Regions from separate parts of the Gasterosteus aculeatus genome. Here region 1 is linked to region 2. Evidence: chromatin contacts called from public Hi-C data. All regions are on one chromosome and are shown on one strand. Each heading gives the region's core, a stretch centred on a gene start, on an enhancer-like site or on the middle of the called end of the contact. The rest is flanking DNA. Distances are from core to core; before and after follow the strand shown.

Evidence for each region. A called contact is a pair of places that touch in the nucleus more often than the background predicts.
Region 1: a Hi-C map of tail fin shows a contact between it and region 2, with 4 times the contacts expected there. The contact joins the promoter of atp11c here to the enhancer-like site in region 2. A contact is called at or near these places in 2 of 6 Hi-C or Micro-C datasets (tail fin and whole body).

The regions. Positions count from the first base shown.
Region 1 is chr4:5,844,526-5,848,719 of fGasAcu3.hap1.1, reverse strand. atp11c (ATPase phospholipid transporting 11C (ATP11C blood group)) reads right to left here and starts at 2,246. Exons shown (of 29, transcript XM_040173559.2): 1 at 1,206-2,246. The coding sequence starts at 1,232.
Region 2 is chr4:5,801,934-5,806,823 of fGasAcu3.hap1.1, reverse strand. All of the region lies in intron 1 of sox3 (SRY-box transcription factor 3), which reads right to left. Among protein-coding and RNA genes, the nearest start is that of sox3, 9.3 kb to the right of the region's middle. Within about 2 kb of position 3,148, at least 7 of the 9 cell types and tissues checked have open chromatin away from gene starts, as enhancers often do.

The DNA.
Region 1 (4,194 bases), core at 997-3,496, 43 kb before region 2:
GCCACCGCGTGCATGGATGGCCGCGTGGCCGGCTGCCCCGCACAAAATATTATTTACAGCTCACACTGGAGAGAAATTACAGCAGCAATCCTCTCCAGAAGGAAAATCAGCTGACCTGGCAGCACTTAAAGAGGGAGGCCAGAAGGAGGGTCAGGCACTAGAGTTATTATATCGCCTTATTCACCGCCGCTATCTATACTGCTCACAGAGCCTGTGGGGGAATCAAACCACCGGCGACAACAGGTTACCGGATCACAGGACGACTATAAAGAGGCAGTAAGAGGGGGGGGGGGGTTTAGAAACCTGGCCTTGAGGATAGCTACTCCACTTTCCAACCAGCCCCACTCATGGCTGATTCATGGATTAGAACAGGCAGTGAAACCAATAGGGGAGACTTTAAAAAGGTAAAGCTTTAAATTGAACAATCGTAAAACATGAGGTTCAAAGCAGGATGCAGAGCAACGATGGAGCAAAGACATCCACGACAGTGTGGCGCATTGAGAAACAGATGATTTGCATCTGTAGTCGAGCAGGAGTGCGTATTGTTTTGTTTTTCTTATATTGAATGAGCAGAAGTCTACAATCCAAAAAAGGTATTAAAAAAAACATGATCCTCAAATGTATAGAATCCAGATCACCAATCTCATCTGACCTATTCATCCATCCATCCATTCGACTCTAATAGAGGCCACACAGAGAAAGGCCTATCTTTGGATGCAGGTCATAGTGCCTTTAAATAGAGAGCCTATTTTTAGCATTGGGGTCCCCGGAGAAAAGGAGTCCAGGGCCGCGGAGACAGAAGATGAGAGAGCCTCCTCTGTGCGGGTCACACTGACTGCACTATTCCACTCAGAAGACAACAATTACACAGATAATAAAAAAATAAAATAAAAAAAGAGTCGTGACTCCTGCTGGCAGAGAACTTACCTGTCAGTTAACGTTAGGTAACTGGCTCAGAGCAATGGAGGGAGACCCCCACCCCCTCGCTACGTGTTGTCAGGCAGTGTCAACACTTTGCTCAAGTTTCTTTTTAGCTAAAACGGGGGTGTGGGGGGTTAAAATGATTTACATCGTTTCAGGACACAGAGCCACTGCAGTTAAAAGCCGTTAGCAGCCGCAACACGCACACACGCTAACAACTGCGCGCGCGTGTGCGTGTGTGTGTGCGCGCGTGTGTGTGTGGCGTTGATGACACGTAAACATACCAAGCGGTTCAGTCTTCTCCGTAGCATCTTCCTCTGCGTCCTGTTCCTTGATTTCGCAACGCTGGTGAACTCTCTCTCTCTCTCTCTCTCTCTCTCTCTCTGTCGGTGTCTCTCTCCCGGCCGGGCTTCTTTCGCGGGGATAACTTCACATGTATGGCGTTAGTTCGCCCTGCTAGCCCCTTAGCTACCCGCTCTCTACTCTACCCTTAGTTCTAGCTACGCGAAACGTCGCAGCGGCGCTACATCGTTTCCATTTTGTTTGATTTCGGCATCCTGTCACCATTCGCATTCTCTCTCTCTCCCCCCTCTCTCTCTCTCTCTCTCTCTCCCCCCTCTCTACCCCCCCACCTGGAATTATTTTTCCGCGTTGCGGTTGCCGCCTTCTACTCCGCGGAAGGCTGGAGCGGTCGCCCTGTTGCTCGGGCTACTACGAATCATCTGCTGGCGCCGCGCCGGTTGCCTCGCTTGAAAAACTACCGGTCCGAAAAAGAGACGCTCGTTCAGGCGGAAAGCCGACAACTAACTTCTCTCTTCATCGCCGCCGCCGCCCCCCTCTCGGCACAAGTCGCCTCGGCTCCCTGTCAAACAATTCGCACTCCAGCGGCAAACCCACCGCCGACGTCCCCACGTTCACAGGCTCCACCCGGCGAAGGTGCGGCGGGTTTGTGCATCGCGGTGCATTGTGGGTAGTGTAGTCTGACGCTGAACCCCTGTTCTGCGGAGAAACAGGCGGTTTGTGGTCGTCCTTCAGGGACCATTGAGCGTTGAATAAAGGCGTCTTATGTTAAGTTATTCTCTGGGATTTTAGTATCCCAGAGTAAGATGGCTCATTACAGCATGATGGACAAAAAGCACAATAGCAAGCAACACGACGTCTTTTATCAATAACATATAGAAAACATTTTGCACTACACTTTTATTACACTGTAGTTTGTTGAAATATTACAAGGTTCTAAGTATTTCCCAATAGCAATACTTCCCTTAAAAATGGAAGTAATACTTTTTAGCACGGAAGCTTTTGACAAGCCCTCGACATACCTATGTTAAGTTTATTGTGTCCGCATGTTAATTGCAGATCTTGAAGGAGTTGCTCTGAGAATTGGTAAATGACGTTTGAGAGAAAAACACCAGTCTTGATTACAAATTACCTGCACTTGAGTATGTCATGCGTCTGGTGCCTTGTTGCAACATTGGCATTGCTACAGACATTTCTTTCATCAAACTTACAAAAAAAGACTAATAAAGTATGAACAGGAAACAACAATTTGTAAAAGATGAATGTCAATGTACATTTCTGATGGCTAAATGAGTTCTGCGACTCAAAAGCTTGTCTTGATTAATGAACTCTGACATCAAATGTCCTTCAGACGTTACTTGCACAGGGTCCTTTAAATACTCTGCCCAAATATCGAAGGTCTGTCACAGCTTTGTGCCAACACTGTTGACCTCAATGAGGAAATGTTAACATAATAAAAATGCTCGAATGTCCTACTTCCTGCTTCTAGCTTTAAAGAGTACCGTGTGGGAGAGGGAAACAGTTGAATTGTGTTCCCATAGAAAACCACATCTCTGCCCGTGTCTCGGTGTCATCGGGTGAAATGTGCCAACGTAGGGAAAATTCCTGCTACCGTGACACAAGTTGAAGCAAATAAAAGCAGAATAAGCTGAAATTCCAAGAAACAGGAAAGAACAATGAGCCCAATGTCTGAGGCTTAGAACGTCTCGACTCTTGTTATGCGCATTTAAAAGCCACACAGAGCAGCTGAGCATAAAAATACATGCAAAAATGTAAATGTTTCACAGAGGTAATTGCTCTTAATGGTCTCTTTTAGGAAAGTTGTGCTCTTCTGTGAAAGTATCGGACAACTACTATTGTCAATTATAATAATATTTTGAGTCATGCATTTCATAATTACTAAAACCTTGCAGATAATGTATTATGTAACAACATTTAGCTGCTTGTGCAATACATGTTGTGTGAAAGCAACATTAACACAGAGGCTCATTTGTATTTGTACATGAGTGACCCCGGCATCTATATTTGCATGTAGCAACTCGGGTTGCATTGTGCCTCAGTGACGCCCTTCCTGTCAATAAAATGTGGTCAGTTCTGCAAACTGTGACAAGTGGGGAAGGTGTTTTTAAGTTGTCACGTACTTGTACATAACCTTTAGAGGGTGTCTATGTTAGTAAGAACAGCAGCCAAGTCAGCCAAGGTCAAAACCATGATTGCGTGCTTGTGGTTAGTGTGCGTGCGAACGAGTGTAACCACTAAGCATTGGACGAACACCGTTCGGTCTGTGTCTCAGATATCGTTCAGTTTCGTAGCTGACTTGAGCTTATATGAATATTTGAACTTTTCTAAACTCAGGTTGCGTGTTATAGTTAAAAGCCGTCAAAGTAAAAATATTTGAGGCACCACCCAGTCTGCACAATGTGGTTTCAGTACGAAGACATGCACCTCATATTAACATCACATGAGAAAGTGAGAAACCCAACGTGGTGTTTCCCAGCCGTGGTGCCGAGAGAACACGTGGCAACCAGGGACCGCTGACAACATGTAAATGTTCTTATTTCTGACTGACACAACAAATGAATTTGATTGTTTTTAGGGGGTTAGGGTTTGTTAGATTATTATTATTTTCACTGTTGACACACTTGTACTATGACACTGTAGCTACTACTCTTAATGAAACCCGTCACTGTGGACTTTGTTTAAACTCAAAATTCATGTTTGCAGTTGTATTGTTTCATCATATGCTGTTAAAATGCTAAATGTTGTTCTTCATCTTTTTTTCTCTACTATTTATTTCCGAGTAAGGCATTTTTTCTTACAATTTCTATGTGATATTATTATAAAACGTGTAATAGAGAAATAATCTGTCAGCCACCAACAGATACACGATAAATGTAATTCTATCGCCACCATGTGGTCAAACGAAGAAACGCTTCATTCTCTTTTACTGTTGGTGCATTTTTGAGAATAATA
Region 2 (4,890 bases), core at 1,899-4,398:
AAGACCCTGTCAGTGAATGCAGGGAGGTCTGGATAATCTTTCCCTCCACAAAGGTGCGTGGGGCTAATCCAAGCCGCTGTGCTGAGCCGTGGATCAGGTCCTACAGGGAGTGTGGGAAGGCCAGCGGGACGGCCCCTGCCTCGGCCCTCTTGGTGGCCAGAGCTCATTTATCCTGAGGTACACTGCAACAGCAGGCCGGCCCATTCTTCCACCCACCTTCGCCTTATTAGCGCCAGCCACGATAAAGTGTCGTTGAGGGCTGTTAAGTTGTCGAATGTGATGCAATTTCAGCATCGCTGAATATTAAACACAACCGACTTGGAGGTGGACACAAGTCCCTCTGCGGTTATCGGGAATTATGTGAAGGACCAAATCGAGGAATCGGCGTTCTTAAAACTTTTTGGAGTCATTTATTGTGCTGTTTTTTATGTTCATCAGCAATGTTCATTCACAACACACAGGTGCAGATGAGCATGTTCGGATTGGTATAATACATTAGATGTATTTGTGTGTATATATTTAAAAAAAGATTACAAATAATCCCCATATAGATATATATATATATATATATCAAAATCTATATTGATATAATAATTAAGCATTCTTTATTTGGTTTTAACTATATTTTTTCTTAAAGGTTTAAATGATCCAACTTAATTCTGATACTAAAAACACACAGTCAAACTGACACGGGAAAGTTGTGACAACCTGTGGAAGTAAATTGTCACCACATACGAACTGAAATAACTGAGTGGACTTTTAAACTTGGTGAAGGCAAAGTATTAAAAAGTAAGTGAGCTCTAGTTTCTTTGAAAACCAAAAAGGTATTTCAAATGATGGGAAAAATAAGGAAGACTGATTTTCCACCAATATCAATACCAAAATAAATAAGCCTGTGAAATGTAAAGAAACAAACAAACAAATAGGCCGGAGAACTATGGATTACAATTTAAATATAAAATGGAGGATTAAACCCCCCCACACACACAACGCTTTACCAAGGTTGCAAATGAATTCGAAAACCAAATTATCTTTATGATATCTCCTTAATGAACAAAAACATATCTGTACTTTTTTAAATAAATAATTGTTTTAAGAAAAGATTTGCCTGATCTTTATCAGATCAGCAGTGAAAACAAGTCGGTGTGTTTGAAGATGCTTACACCTTTATAAATACTAATTTCATTTTCGAATGAAGCCTTATTTGCAAACCTCCTAATGCTCACAGAAGACAGAGTCACCAATTATGTTTCGTACAAATTTATTCAGCATTTAAGAATAGAGGATGGTCTTAAAATATGTAGAAACGTCAGTTTAAATAAACATTTTCGTTCGTGATAAACAGAGCAAACATGACACGGTCAAAACCATCACAGAAAATAACAATTTTACAAAAAACAAACTCTTGACAATTTTCACGTGACAAAAACATCGGGTTCACAAGCTAAAAAGGAGGAGAAAGAAACCTTTACTATAAATAAAACTTGCGTTTGCGACCCGCACAGTCTTAACATTTCATTTGAACCTATAGGTCAAGAGGGAGGGGGGGGGGTAAAAAGAGACTACAAAATTTTGACACAGTCGAGACAACTGACATTCTACAAATGAAGTGTAAACATTTATGAACCAACTTTCCATCCGGCTTTTCCGAAATACACCAGCCTCTCTTAATGAGGCCACATGCCTTTTCACAGAGAGAAAATATGGCATTAATTAGAATATAGAAGTCCAATTCTTCTACATATGTTGATTGCTTATACTTGTGATAAAAAGCCTCTTTGCGATGCAAATTTACTCTGGTGGACTCAACGCTTTGAGTTTCGGCCCATTTCAAATGCATGCTAAAAAAAAAAAAAGAAAAAGAAAACTGACAACTCGTGAAATAAAATAGTTTGAGAACAAAACCGTTGAACGTCGTTTCTTTAGCAACCAAAAAGTTCAAGTATCCGAAGTACTTTTTATTTTTTTTATTTAATTTTTCTTTTAAAGTCTTTTCCCTCCGCCGCCCTCAGATGTGGGTGAGCGGTAGCGTCCCGTTGACGCCGGTCCCCGCGCTCTGATAGTGCGGATGGACGCTGTGTAACCGGCTGCTCTGCAGGGAGGAATGCTCCGCGCTCTCTCCGCCGGGAGGCAGGTACATGCTTATCATGTCCCTCAGGTCCCCCAAACACGCCCGCTGAGAGTGGGACGTGATGGCCGGCGGCGGTGAGCTGGGCTCGCTCTTGCACACGGACGCCATGGAGCCCAGTCCCATGGCGCTGCCGGTCTGCTGCGTGTACGCCGGAGACATGCTGTACGTGGACGCCGCGTTCATGTAGGTCTGCGCCGAGGACATCATCGGGTACTGGAGCCCCGCCATCTCGTACCGGTGCATCTGCTGGATCTGGGGGCTGTTCATGCCGTGATGCTGAGGGTAGGCCAACTGGTCCTGCATGAGGGAGTACGCACTGTTCGTCCACCCGTTCATGTGCGCGTAACCGTCCATGCGCTGCCCCACCGACACGGAGTTGTTGACGGCGTTGGATCCCGGCGCCAACAGACCCCCGGGCAAAGAATACTTGTCTTTCTTGAGCAAGGTCTTGGTCTTCCTGCGGGGACGATATTTATAATCCGGATGCTCCTTCATGTGCATGGCGCGCAGACGCTTGGCCTCGTCGATGAATGGCCTCTTCTCGGCGTCGGTGAGGAGTTTCCAGTCGGCACCGAGCCTCTTGCTGATTTCGGAGTTGTGCATTTTGGGATTCTCCTGAGCCATCTTCCTCCGCTGGCCCCGGGACCACACCATGAAGGCGTTCATCGGCCGCTTCACGCGCTCCGGGTCGTTGGCGCTGTTGTTCTTTGCGCCCGGCACCGAGCCCAAGTTGGACTGCGGGAGCGGGGTCTTGAGCTCCGTTTCCATCATGTTATACATTCTGGCGGTGTTCAGTGTTCACTCGCGGGCAACAACAACCAAAAAAAAAAAAAGAATAATTTAAAAAAAAGTCAAAGAGGTAGAGGTACTGACCAAGAAGATGCGAAAAAAAGTTGTGTCCAAAGAAGCAAGTGTCTCTGCAGGTGCTTCTGGTTTCTCTCCGCTCTGTGCAGCTCCGTTCTGCACTGCTCTCAAACAGAACTCTGCAAAGTTGTTCGGCAAGCTCATGTGTTAATAGGCCTAGTGGCCGGACCATGTGATGCGGACTGACAGCGTGACAACGAGGAGCCGGCGGCCAATCAGGGAGCAGCTCTCCGTGGAACCAACCGCAGCGCACAGCGCGCTGTTTTTGTCAGAGGAGGAGGGAGAGGTAAAGTTTTAAAACAGATCAACAAGCTGAGCGCAAAGTGTTTCTAGGTTTATAACGTTTATAATGGACGGGACACGTTAAGGGGAGGGGGGGCTGTTTATATTTGTTGTATTGATCAGGTGTTGTGGAACAAATTACATCGAAAACAAATTCTACATGTGCGAAAGAGTTTTCATGATGAAGCGAACCAAGCCTCCTAAGGGATAAATGTCAAATCAGCTACAGAGACAAATCACAACAGGCCAAAGCGCCCCGATGGGAGTGCAAATACTTCAAGTTAAAGGTCGAATATTGGAATAAAATGTGCCCCTGGCAGAGTAAAACATATCATTTCACCTGCACCTGCCGTGAAACACGCTTTGTGGTTTAAATCCTAATTTAAAATCAGATCCCCTCCGTGTTCTTAAGGGGGTTTTGCAGCTGTCAGAACTCCCAATAAACGGATTTATTTTTGTTTAACTGATCACTTTTCACACCAACATGTTTCAATCTAAATATTTTTCAGCACCTGCTCCAAAACGTGTGATCTCTTCAATCTTCTCATGACCTGGAAATGGTGACTTATGTATCGTATATAACCGAATAGATAACGTAATGTAATTTAATGTAACTCCCTGGGGTGAAATAGTGTAAAAAAAGCAGTGCAATCAAACAGAAGAAGAATGGCGATTTGACTGGTCAATGTGAAATGATATTACAATAATGTCCGTCTTATTACCTGATTAATGACCTCACCCTGTTCTGACCTTAACCAGCAGACCAACGCTGTGTTTCGCGGTGAACCAATGGCACGTTTCTGCAGCGCGGAGGGAACCGCCGAGCCGAACTCTAATGCATCAACGACCTCTTGTGGAGGGGACAGGCCATCCCTTTTCGGGGGGGGTGGGGGGCAGAGAGCTTTAGTTTTGTACTGAGCTCGCACCACTCCGCCATGCGCCACTGTTTGCGGACTCGTTTTCTCCCCGCGGTGTTATTAAAATGATCGCCTTCATTTGCAAAACGTCCCCCCTTTGCAAACGAGCCGAAACGCCGCTGGAGCCGATCGCTCAACGGGGCGAAGCTCACACCTGCTAATGACGGCGAGAGAATCGGCCATCGAACACGACTATTAACACCTCGGTATTTACATGAGCTCCGCGGGGATCCATCTGGTATGTGCATTTTGGGAGCGTTTCACCTCCCGGAGCTTTCAGATCAAGAAAAAGAAAAAAAAGCATTTCATTACTGATGCAGGACACCCGAAGGACTGGAGCCTGTCGACTTTATTATGTATTTTTAAACGTAAAAACAACGGCTGAGAGTCAATATATTTATCGTCAAAGCCACGCTGGTTATAATATTTAAATATGAGATTTAATGGTTGATCGGGCTGCTCTTTATAAATGATCAATGAACTCATAACATCTGCCAGTCATTCTAAATCACTCCGATAATGAAAGTTTCTGCTTCTAAAACAGCATCTAAAATCCACCTAAAGACTAAATAATGTGTTACACATATTAACATGATGTCTCAAAAACAGATATATATTTGAAATATATATATATTTGAAAAGGACTTTTCAAAGTATGTGTCAGCTGACGGGGGGAAGCCCGCAGCCCCTCAGACA